Regions from separate parts of the Hordeum vulgare genome. Here region 2 is linked to region 1. Evidence: chromatin contacts called from public Hi-C data. All regions are on one chromosome and are shown on one strand. Each heading gives the region's core, a stretch centred on a gene start, on an enhancer-like site or on the middle of the called end of the contact. The rest is flanking DNA. Distances are from core to core; before and after follow the strand shown. Region 1 has its middle 17 kb from the start of LOC123428971. Region 2 holds the start of LOC123428553 (FT-interacting protein 4-like).

What was found. A called contact is a pair of places that touch in the nucleus more often than the background predicts.
Region 2: a contact with region 1 is called in a Hi-C map of leaf, with 2.4 times the contacts expected there. The contact joins the promoter of LOC123428553 here to the enhancer-like site in region 1. A contact is called at or near these places in 3 of 6 Hi-C or Micro-C datasets (leaf and seedling).

Annotation. Positions count from the first base shown.
Region 1 is chr2H:662,029,566-662,035,754 of MorexV3_pseudomolecules_assembly, reverse strand. No RefSeq gene overlaps it. Among protein-coding and RNA genes, the nearest start is that of LOC123428971, 17 kb to the right of the region's middle. Within about 2 kb of position 1,319, at least 3 of the 3 cell types and tissues checked have open chromatin away from gene starts, as enhancers often do. A contact at or near this core is called in leaf and seedling, where this site is marked.
Region 2 is chr2H:662,074,093-662,080,384 of MorexV3_pseudomolecules_assembly, reverse strand. It overlaps LOC123428553 (FT-interacting protein 4-like), which reads left to right and starts at 3,562. Exons shown (of 1, transcript XM_045112774.1): 1 at 3,562-6,292. The coding sequence starts at 3,775.

The sequences.
Region 1 (6,189 bases), core at 70-2,569:
TCCGTAGATGAGACACATTCGGCTTACGTCCGTAAATTGCTTCATACGGAGTCTTGCCGATCACCGCCTTCGTTGGAGCCCGGTTGAGAAGATAGACCGCCGTCGAGACAGCTTCTCCCCAAAAAGTCCCCGGCAGGTTCTTGCTCTTGAGTAAACTCCTTGCCATGTCAACGACGGTTCGATTGCGCCTTTCAACGACCCCATTCTGCTGCGGCGTGTAAGGTGCCGTGAGGAACCTCTTTATGCCAATCTTCTCGCAGTAGTCGTTGAACTCATTCGACGTAAACTCTCCGTCGCGATCTGTCCGTAGAGCGCGAACCTTCAGCTTGTGTTCCATCTCTGTTGCAGCCTTCAGCTTCTTGAACGCTTCAAATGCCTCATCTTTAGACCGTAGGAGAACGGCCCACATATATCTCGAGTAGTCATCTACCACAAGGAAGAAGTACTTCTTTCCTTCGTGAGTTGCCGGGGTGATAGGGCCACATAGATCACCATGGAGCAGCTCGAGTGCATCACTTGCACGATAGGTAGACTGAGCAGGGAACGGCTTGCGGTGCTGTTTTCCAACCAAGCACCCGTCACATACTCGATCAACATGGTCGATAACTGGCATCCCGGATACCATCTCCATCTTTGACATCTTCTTCAAGGCGTAGAAGTTAACATGTCCAAATCTAGCATGCCATAACCACGAATCATCATCACTCTTGGCGAGCCAACACTCCGGTTGAGATTGATCAAGGTTGAGGATATAGAGCCTGTTCCGTGTGCGACTAACACGAGTTAGCACGTTCCGGAGGTTGTCGAAGATCGTCATCACTCCGTTCTCGATATCCACCTTGCATCCATTCTCGTCAAGCTTCCCAATAGAGATGATGTTGTTGCGCGGCCGTGGGATGTAGTACACTCCGGTGAGTATGCGATGTTCGCCTGTGAGACCCTCAAAGGGGACAGATCCTTGCCCGCAAATCTCCACAGCTGAACCATCATCGAACTTGACCGAGCCTTCAACATCGTATTCCAGCTCGAGGAATTTCTCCTTGCACCCCGTCATGTGGTTACTGGCACCCGTGTCGAGATACCACGACACGTTCTGATCACCGGATGACTTTGGTGTCACGTTTTCCTCATGAAGTAGCACCTTCCGGCTTGGTTTCACAACCAACGCCTGTACAGCTGCATACGCACGTTCAAAAGCCAACATATCAGCATATTTAATTTCCTAACATTCATATTCCTAATTTGCTATAGTTACTTAGCTGGTGCACTTAATGGTTGGTCCAGCCTGCGTCTGGACCAGGGCAGCCATACATCCATGACTATGTAACCATGGAAGGAAGGATCCAAGCGGTAGGGGGGAGAGCGACGTCTCAACTCATGGACTGGTGCATGATTTAAAAATGCAACGGGAGGCCAAATACGGCATGTCATTCATTCGGCGATGGTGGCAAACTATCCATTCCAACCAACACAGAGCAATTGATTCAGCCAGATGAGGCGAGAGCACTGCAGCGGACAAAAAAACATACGTCGCTGCTGGGTGCAATCGATCATGCCTCGCAACAGCATTCCAAATTTCCAATCACTACTAAACCGATTGTGATACCATATAACAATTGCGGGTTCACCAATTGATGGCGCCACCGGCTAGACCGATGTCGACATATACTACTACGAGCAATCTAATAGCTACCACCTCCTAGTAAGCACATTGTTCAATTATGCTATATTGTACGTACTGTTCACTTATGCTTCTTTTTTCTAAATTGTTATACCCACTCATTTGTCATATTTAGGGTGAGAAGGTTTTTTTTTCTTGTTTTAAGAAAATGGAGAGAATGGATTGTGACATTAGATTATTTGGTTGGGCCTAACAGGCTTGCGTTCGGCCATTTCCAGAGATGAGCCTGGGCGTCCAAACCATCTAACCCATGAACCGGCCCGATCTCTGAATGCTGCCAACACATAAGCAGGCTCACTCTTTCACACAACTGATATGTATCGCTCGCTGCGAGCGAACATATGGGCCAGCTCATTGGCGGGCGTTATACTGACAAACATTAAACTATTATAGGAAGTTTCCAGAACTTTCCATCCTGATTTGGAAAGGTTCTGGAACCTTCATCCGGGTTTTCTCTTTACCTTTTTTCATTTTTGTTTGCAGATTTTCCAGGGTTTTTACATTATTTTCTCTCATTCTTAAAAAAATTAAACCTGTGGACATTTTCTGAAAACGTGCTTTTTTTAATATTCACGGACATTTTTTAAATCTGCACTTTTTGAATCAATAAAAAAAATCTATTGACCAGCATTTTTTCGTATCCATGAACATTTTGTCGGTAAAATATCGGCCAATTGTTTATCAGTACGAACATGTTTGAGACTTGTATCTTCTTTTGCAACATGATCAGGAATAAAATAAAGACGAACTTGGATATGCATAGTTTAAGAGTGTTGCATAGAGTTGTGTGCAATCTTAATAGCACTTTCATTGTCACAAAACAATGAAACATGTTTCACATGTATTCCATAGTCCTTAAGAGTTTGGGTCATCCAAAACAATTACGCACAAGCTCCGGCGACAATGTATTCCGCTTCGATGGTACATAGAGATACCGAATTTTGTTTCTTGAAGGACCAAGACACAGGAGATCCCTCAAGAAATTGACAAGTATCCGGATTGAATTTTCTAACGCATAAACTTCAATAATGCCGGCACATAAGCAAGCCCACTCTTTCACACAACTGATATGTATCGCTCACTGTGAGAGAAATATGGGCAAGCTCATTCGTGGGCGTTATACAGACAAGTGGTAAGCTTTTGTAGGAGGTTTTCAGAACTTTCCATCCGGTTTTGGGAAGGTTGAACCTTCGTCCGGGTTCTTCCTTTTTTTTTTGCAGATTTTCCAGGGTTTTTATGTTTTTTCTCATTTACACCCTTTTCTTTTTTTCCTTCTCTATTTTTCTTTTACACTTTCTAAATTTGTGAATTATTTTTCAAATTTGCCAACATTTTGGAATTCATGAATATTTCTAAAATTCCCCAACCGTTATGAAAATATGCGAACATTTTCTGAAATTTTAATATGTTTTTCATATTCGCGGACATTTTTTAAATCCACGAACATTTTCTGAAACTGTGAATATTGTTTTTCATTATCACGTACAGTTTTGAAATCTGTGAACACTTTTTGAATCTGTAAACATTTCTTGAATTTGCCAGCATGTTTTCGTATTCATGAACATTTTTAAATTCATGATGTTTTCTGAATGCATAAAATTTTATAATTTACAAAAAATAAATATCATGAACAGTTTTTGAATTCATGAACATTTTTCCTTAATTTAAACATATTGATAATCCACAAACATTTTTTGCAAAATTTGCGAACATTTGTTGATCCATGAGTTTTACAAGTTCATGCAAGACAGATTCGCCAACGAGTAAGGCGACGGTGCATATGTCAATGACGAACTTCCCTCAACACCTCAGGTACTCTAGAGAATTATTTTGTTGTACTTAATCATACACTATAAATCTCTGTCAAGATATTCATAAAAGTTATGAGTTGGGACTTTGTAATAGACCATTTAAGGGTATCAAACCATATGCATGCACATACAAATATACACACAATAATGTATGCAAGTCACAAATCATGAGATGTCATGTAAAACAATAGGAATTTTGTGTTTCGTGTTAGTTAAGATCATAGGTTGGTAAAATTTGATTATAAATAACTATTAAAGCTTCGTATAAATGTTATAAGATGATCATGCATCTCGGTCGATCATGAAGTTTTGCTTCTTCTCAAACCAAGCAATTTTTCTTGGGGTCATCTTGCGGGCCTCTTCAGATAGGAATCCAAGCTCTACCTCCCTTTGCTTGAGGTCCACTTCCTTGGCTCTTGACCGATAATTGGTCTCATCGATCTAGAACTTCTTCGTTTGTATTTCAAAGAAGTTTTCATTGCCTGCTCTTTCTTGTGGTGTTTCCGTCCTTTCTCTTCTCAGTTATGACCTCCTTTTTGGTTATGAACCCCTTCAATGTTTTTTGCAAGGCGATTGTTGAAGCATCACACTTTGCATCTAGCTTGGAGTTGGTATTTGCCTCTTCTTAGTTGGGTCGATGAACGGTGCACCCCCCCCCCCCACCCACACACACACACACCTTTTTGGGACACATATTGGTCTTGAAGATATCTAAAGCTTGAAACACCTACATATATAGATGTAACCAAAATATCATTTATATGTATAGGAAGACGATATATACTATTTCATTTTGTGCGGGAACGTGTTGCAAGCAAATAATTGGAGGTCTGGTTCATTCCTTCAAAGGATCAACTTTCAAACGGCTTTACCAAAGCACTACCCACTAGAAGCTTTGAGGCATTTCGGCGTAATCTCAACTTAGTGGTATTGTGATTAAGGGGGGGGGGGTGTTGAATATCTTGTGTCTCATATTAAGGAGTAGATAGATAGTTTTATATTTAGTCTTTCTCATCTCCTCCCCGTGTAAATCTAACGACCGATCCCTATGATCCCCATATCAATTTATAACTAGGGGGCTCTCGTGTATGAGGGTTGAGACCCTTCATACAAGTTTCACATACGTATACTACTACTAGTAATCCAATAGCTACCGCCTCCTAGTACACTGATCAATTAAGCTCTAGTGTATGTGGTATCAATTTATTTTTGTTACCCAAATTATACTTTTTTAGGAGGTGGGTTCGAAATTACACCTATTCATTTGTAATATCCTAACCATATTTAGGGAGAGAAGGGAGTGTGACATTAGGTTGTTTGTTTAGACCTAGCGGGCTCGCATTCATGGGCTGCCAATGAGTGGACATCCTGACTTAATGTCCAACCAACTTAAACCCAAGCAAACCCACTCTTTCACAAGAACTCATCTATGACGACGCCCATGGTCATCAAGGAAGCTCCTATTCTGCGTCGTGCGCACTAGCGACTCAGAGCTCCTAAGTGGCGCCTTAAGCTCCACTTGGAGACACCGGCGCCTACAGCGCCCCTTTAGCGGGCCGAACCATTTAGTTTTTTCTGTTAAACTTAAAAAAAAGGCGAAAAAGGTGCATCCGTCGATTTGAACTCGAGACCTCATAAGTGAGAGCATACACCTGTAATGACTAGGCCAACACCGATCTAATGTGTGAACATACTTCTGTATCTCCTTTTTATTATCTTTAGTTTGCGGAACTTTTTTATTTTTCTTGTTGCTTTTATTTAAATGCACTAATTTGTTCTGAAAAAAATCTTTGATTTTAAAAAAGTTCATCAGTTTCCAAAAAAGTTCATCAAATTTGAAAAAGCTCATCGGAAAAGAAAAAAAGAATTAATTAGGTTTGAAAAAAGTTAATCTTTTTAAAAAACTTCGTCAACTTTTCAAAACATCTCGTCAAATTTGAAAAAGGTTCACGAATTCAAAAAATAAATCACACAAAATGTTCACAGGAAACAAAAAAACACTAACTCGTGAAAAAGTTCACAAAATGGAAAATATAAAAATAGAAAGAACAAAATCATTACGAATAAAAAAGAAGAACCAAAAAAGGAAAACAAAATAGAAGGTTGAAAAAAGAACAAAGAAATAGAAAAAAAAGATATACTCCCTCCATCCCAAAATAAGTGTCTCAACTTTGTACTAGCTCTAGTATAAAGTTGTACTAAGCTTGAGACATTTATTTTGGGACGGAGGGAGTATGAAGGAAAATTGTGAAGAAATGTAACTAAGCACATAAGGTGAAGGTGGTCTGGTAGTGTCTTTGACATTAGCACTCCGGCTCGAATCCTTGCAGCCTCTGGAGCGTGCAAGCATGGTGTGAATGTGGGATCGCTGTTTTTTCAACCAAAAAAACAGGATGTTGTTTGAGCTAACTAGAATATTGTTATGTATATGGTACATATTAAAAATTCAGTGCATATAAAAAAGTTCAGTGTGTATTAAAAACTATTTGGTGTGTGTTATAAAAATATTCATTGTATAACTGGTTTTTTTTAACCATATCATGAAATATTTTCAATGTATATAACAACGAAATGCTCATCATATATTATAAAAATATTCATCATATTTGAAATAAATGCTCACCATTTATTAGCCAAATGTTTACCATATATTAAGAAAACTATAGAAATGAAAAATATTCAGAAAAAGAAAAATAA
Region 2 (6,292 bases), core at 2,313-4,812, 42 kb before region 1:
ACCCCTAGAAATGAAGTGGTGTTAAGAATTTCTTATAAAAAACTTAGAGATATTACCATGGATATGTCAACCAATTTTCTTTGAAAGATGAAGATTTCTTTGTGGATCAAAATTATCATCTGATTATTAGTTAAGCATAGTATCATGCATTTGTTACGTTTCGGCTAGGGGGCACTGTGAAAATAAGTGTATGCCTTGTGGGTGCAATAAAACCAAAACATTTTTTTATTTGTGTGTCCAGTTGCAATATACCATTAGACTATTGTTAGCTATGATTCTGGTATTCCTTGTAACTAGATAAGTAACCCGGGCAATGTGTAGAGTGTTTCTTCTTGTTATGTTGTTTGACAAAACCTTACTTTTACTTGTGAAAACCTTAGGCACTCAGTCACAAATATCAAAAAGCATTAAGCATAGGTAACCTATTGTGTGTATTCTAGTTAAATACGGTCAGGTGTTATTTAAATTTTCTTTGTTATTTGTTACTTCCCTCTTGATTTTCCCCATCCAATGGTCCCCTCTCCTATATTTTATGGCACCCTAGGCCTTGCTTAGAAAATAAAATAGATGCAAAAAAAACCATGCTCCTCTGAAATAGATAGACAGATAGGGTGTGCATAGTGACATGACGAGGAGATGACCAAGCCAAAGCCCAACCAATGACCTCTACTAGCCAAGCCAACCTTGAGACGAGTCATTGCCGCCAATTACCCCATTGGCCCATGGGTATGCTTCTTCTTTCTCCTCTATTGTGCCACCGCTACATACAAACCAACCCCTCCTAAGTAAGAAGCATTATAAATATGAAAAGACTCTTAGGAGTGTGATTAGCATAATTCATGTGAGGCTGCATAACTAAGGGTCATATAACGAAAGGATAAAAGATGAAAGGTGGCATTGACGGTCGACATGTGTGATTTAGAGAGGGAGATGGTACGAAAGATTAAGATTGTTGACAAGTATACTATAATTCATATTGTATATTGTTAGGTGGGTTGCTGAAAGTGCATGGCATTCTAGGTGTAGGTTGAGCCAAGACTCACTATGATTGTGATATATATTATCAACATTATCTTTTGTCCTTCGCTGCTCATGGAAGTAGTTGTCAATTCAATTAATCATATTTTTAGTATGATTTGTATATGTCCAAGTTTCCTTTTAGTTTAAGCTACCTTTGTGTTCCAACAATTAATTTTATTGCGCTTGGGTCACATGTCCTAATAATTACTGATATGATTTGTTTTGATTGACACATACCCCCAACCCGCCCCTAGTTATCACATGCTCACTTCTACCAATGATAATGGCGATAATAGGTTGAGACCATGCATGTTATAGACATGATAACATGCTATATCCATACACCGAAAAGATACATTGATATAGGGATTACTAAGATATATATGTAAGTGCTCAATTATTCATTGTTGATATATAGTATGGACAATTGACGCCGCCCAATCCAAAATATAGGATAAAATACTAGCTAATAGGAATAATTTCGAAAATAACCATATCATGCATGTGTGGACTCAAGGCATGCACTTTACATGAAAGATTGATCATAGACTTATCGCAACAAGAATCTGCAATTGGACTCCCTTTAGGAATGGCAAGATCGAGTGACGCAAAGTCATATCTTCTCTTCCCGACTCACCAAACCATCCATTTCTAAAAATAGAAGCAGTTCCTTTTGGACAACTATAGTTTGCATGATTTTAGAAACAAAAGATTATAACATACATATGTGTGAGTCCTATGTAAAAGCTAGATGTTATTTGGTTACGCCACAAGAAAAACAGAAGGTTATTTTTTATGGAGATTCAGTGCATGACATACTTAGAATTGTGGAGGGTTGATCATGCTTGCTGTGCGATTCAATGTATAACATAGTTGCCATAGTAACAAAGAATTTTCCACGAGATTAGATTTGTTAATAAAATATGTCTATTATTTTCAGCGCCTAATACCTATCCCTTCTAAATTTTAAATACCAAAACACTAGTGTGTGTAGGTCAATTCATGGACAACTACGTAATTAAATATGTATGCATGTGACTACTGTTTTATTGTTTTGTATCAATTCATATAACTATTTGAAGAACGCGTGACTAATTGCAAACAAGAAATCAAGAAGGTCGAGGAGTATTTAAGAAGTAAAAGAAGCAGAAGAAGGTCCTTTTGGTACTGTAGGTGTCGGTTGAGCATTGCTAGCACTTAATTTCTTGGTGCTACTCCATATATTATCAACAATGTATTTAGTCCTTCGCTGCTCGTGACAGTAGTTGGAGGTGAATTAACCAACTTTCTATGAGTTATTATGATCAATATAATACATGATTTTACTTTTAGTTTTTGAGTTTGGAAGATTATTTGTGTTGAGATAGGGCCACATCTCTAATAATTACTGATATGATGTGTTACATTTGACATGAAATCCCTAGTTATCACCAGCCCGTTTTCTAGGGAATTCTCGGTTAATTTCTCCCATGATGATTATAATAGCAGGCAAAGACCATGCATGCTACACATATGATAACTTGGTATGTCCATCCACCGAGGGGATAGATGATACGTACATGCTCTATTATTCAATTTTTGTAAATGTTCCATTACTGATTATTGATACAATGGCTAATTGACGTCACCCAACCGAAAAGATAGGATATAACACTGGCTAGTAGGAATAATTCTAAACATCACGAAATCATGCACATACTTCCCAAGAAAGATCACACTCATCGCACCAAGAATCTGCAATCGAACACAGTTTAGGAATGGCATGACAGAGTGACGCAAAAGTCGCCTCTTCTCTTCTCAACCCACCAAACCATCCATTTCTAAAGACGAAGGTGGTTCCTTTAGGACACCCGTAGTTCGCATAATTTAATAAACACAAAAATATAAAAAAGATTGGAATGTTATGACATATATATCCAGCCTTAAGTTTTGTTTTGAGAGATCTAGCCTTACACAAAAGCTAGATTTTATTTGGAGACGGCGGGAGGAGTGAGAGAGGAGGCGACAGGGTGCGCCACGGGTTTACCAGTAACGACGGGGGCGACGGAAGCGCGAGCTCTTCCTTGTTTATAGTGAGAGCAGCCTCTCTTAGCCCATATTTACATGCAATGACAAGTTAATTTTGGGGGGAATTAAACATTTACAAGATGCGCTAGATGGCGTTTAATTCCCCAAATTGAAAAAAAAAAGTATCATCATATTTAACTTTTGGGATGGGCTAGAGATGTCCCAAGGTGGTGATTTAGTGTCACTATCATCATATATAGTGACCGGATATACAGCTATAATTCTCTCATTATCCCTGTAAACTTGGTAGTATTTTTTTAGCAAAAACTTGGTTAGTGATTAGTAAAATGAAGTGTCTTTCCCCTAAAAATCATATGCAGCTATCACAATGAAACGACTTGCTACACAGATGGGTAGAAAGTGCAGCTATGATTTAGAAATGGATGAATAGCTGACCAACCAATAAACCCCGCCGACGATCGTCGACACTCGTCTGACTGACACATGGGCCCATCTTACAAACCACCGCCCAGGCCCAAAGAAAAGAAAAAGGCAACCAACCCCTCAAGATTATCGGTATTATAAGTAGAGGGACACTATTACGACACACGCGCCCTTCCTCTTCACTTCTTTCCCGAAACAGAACACCAAACCACCGAGCCGGAGCAGAGCACCCATGGCCGGCCGTCGCACCGAACCTCAGCCATCCTACAGCACCTAGCCAGCCACCCACCCACCGTAGCCACGATGAAGCTGGCCGTGGAGGTCGCGGACGCGGCGGAGCTGTCCGCCAAGGACGGCGCGGCCTCATGCAACGCCTTCGTGGAGGTGGAGTTCGACGGGCAGCGCCAGCGCACCGCCACCCGCCCCGGCGACCTCTCGCCGCACTGGAACGAGACGCTCGTCTTCGACGTCCGCGACCCGGCACGCCTCTCCGCCCTCACCGTCGACGTGTCCGTCCAGCACGACCGCAGCCTCAACGACCACAACGCGCTCCGCCCCCACGCCTTCCTCGGCCGCGTCCGCGTCTCCGGTGACTCCGTCGCGCGGTCACCCGACGACGCCGTCGTGCAGCGCTACCCGCTCGATAAGAGGGGGTTATTCTCCCGCGTCTCCGGGGACATCGCGCTCCGGCTCTACCTCGTCGCCGACGCGCGGGACGGCGATCGCGTCGCGGCGCAGGACCATGCTGCTCCGGTGGTGGACACTGGCGGTGGTCTGCAACAGAACCAGCAGCAGCCTTCCCAGCCCGCTGCTGTCGCCAGCTTGGACCCCGAGAGAATGGTCAGGAACGTCTTCTCCGGCGGCGGCGAGGCGCCGGCAGGAGCTTCTGTTGCATCAGGGTCAGGGGGGCCGGCGGCGGAGACTAAGGGGAAGAGCGGCCACGACACACGCGAGTTCCGCTCCATTCCGGCCTCGTCAGGCGGCGGCAACGAGCCTCGGCGCCACACGCTCCACGCCATGGCGGCGCCGGCCCCTCCGGCGGGGCAGACGGTGGTCGTGCCCAAGCCCGCAGGACCTGCCCAGGCACCGCCTCCGGGCTCGCAGTACGGCCTCACGGAGACGAAGCCCCCGCTGCCGGCCAAGATGGGGCCGCGCGCGGGGACGAACAAGATCGCGTCCACCTACGACATGGTGGAGCCCATGTCGTACCTGTACGTGACCGTCGTCAAGGCGCGCGACCTTCCCTCCATGGACCTCACCGGCGCTCTGGACCCGTACGTGGAGGTGAAGCTGGGCAACTTCAAGGGCGTCACCCGGCACCTGGAGAAGAACCAAAACCCGGTGTGGCGGCAGACGTTCGCCTTCTCCGGCGCCCACCTCCAGGCCAGCCAGCTCGAGGTCATCGTCATGGACAAGGACACGCTCCGCGACGACTTCGTCGGCCGCGTCGTTTTCGACATGTCCGACATCCCCAGCCGCCTCCCGCCGGACAGCCCGCTCGCGCCGCAGTGGTACAGCCTCGCCGACGCCCACGGCGAGCGGTTCCGGCACGGCCACCCGCTGGGCGAGATCATGCTCGCCGTCTGGCTCGGCACGCAGGCCGACGAGGCGTTCCCGGAGGCGTGGCACTCGGACGCGCACTCGCTGTCGAGGGAGGGGCTCACTAACACGCGCTCCAAGGTGTATTACTCTCCCAAGCTCATCTACCTCAAGATCTCCGTCATCGCGGCGCAGGACCTCATCGCCGCCGACAAGGGCCGGCCGCTCGCGCCCACCATCGCCAAGATACAGATGGGCAGCCAGATCAGGCGGACGCGGCCGGGGCAGCCGCAGGGGTCGGCGAACCAGGCGTGGAACGAGGAGTTCATGTTCGTGGCCAGCGAGCCGTTCGAGGACCCGCTGGTGGTGACCGTGGAGGAGAAGGTGGCCGCCGGCCGCGACGAGGCCATCGGCCGCATCATCATCCCCGTGGCGGCGCCGTACGTGCCGCGCAACGACCTGGCCAAGTCGGTGCCGTCCAAGTGGTTCAACCTGTCGCGCGGCATGACGGTGGACGAGGCGGCGGCGGACGCGACGACGGGGACCAAGCACCGGGAGCACTCCAAGACCTTCGCCAGCAAGATCCACCTGAAGATGAGCCTGGAGACGGCGTACCACGTGCTGGACGAGTCGACGCACTACAGCAGCGACCTGCAGCCGGCGGCGAAGAAGCTCCGCAAGAGCGCCATCGGCGTGCTAGAGGTCGGCATCCTCAGCGCGCGCGGCCTGGGCGGCAGCAAGAACCCCTACTGCGTGGCCAAGTACGGGTCCAAGTGGGTGCGCACGCGCACGCTGTTGGGCACGGCGGCGCCGGCGTGGAACGAGCAGTACACCTGGGAGGTGTTCGACCTGAGCACGGTGATCACCGTCGCCGTGTTCGACAACAACCACGTCCACCATAGCGAAGGAGCAAAGGACCAGAGGATCGGCAAGGTGCGCGTGAGGCTGGCGACGTTAGAGAGCGACCGCGTGTACACCCACTACTACCCGCTGATGGCGCTGAGCCCCGGCGGGCTGAAGAAGACGGGGGAGCTGCACCTCGCCGTCCGGTTCACGTGCACGGCGTGGGCGAACATGCTGGCGCAGTACGGGCGGCCGCTGCTGCCGAAGATGCACTACAGCAACCCCATCTCCGTGCTGCAGCTGGACTACCTCCGGTTCCAGGCGATGCAGATGGTGGCGACGCGGCTGGGCAGGTCGGAGCCGCCGCTGCACAGGGAGGTGGTGGAGTACATGCTGGACGTGGACTCGCACATGTTCAGCCTGCGGCGGAGCAAGGCAA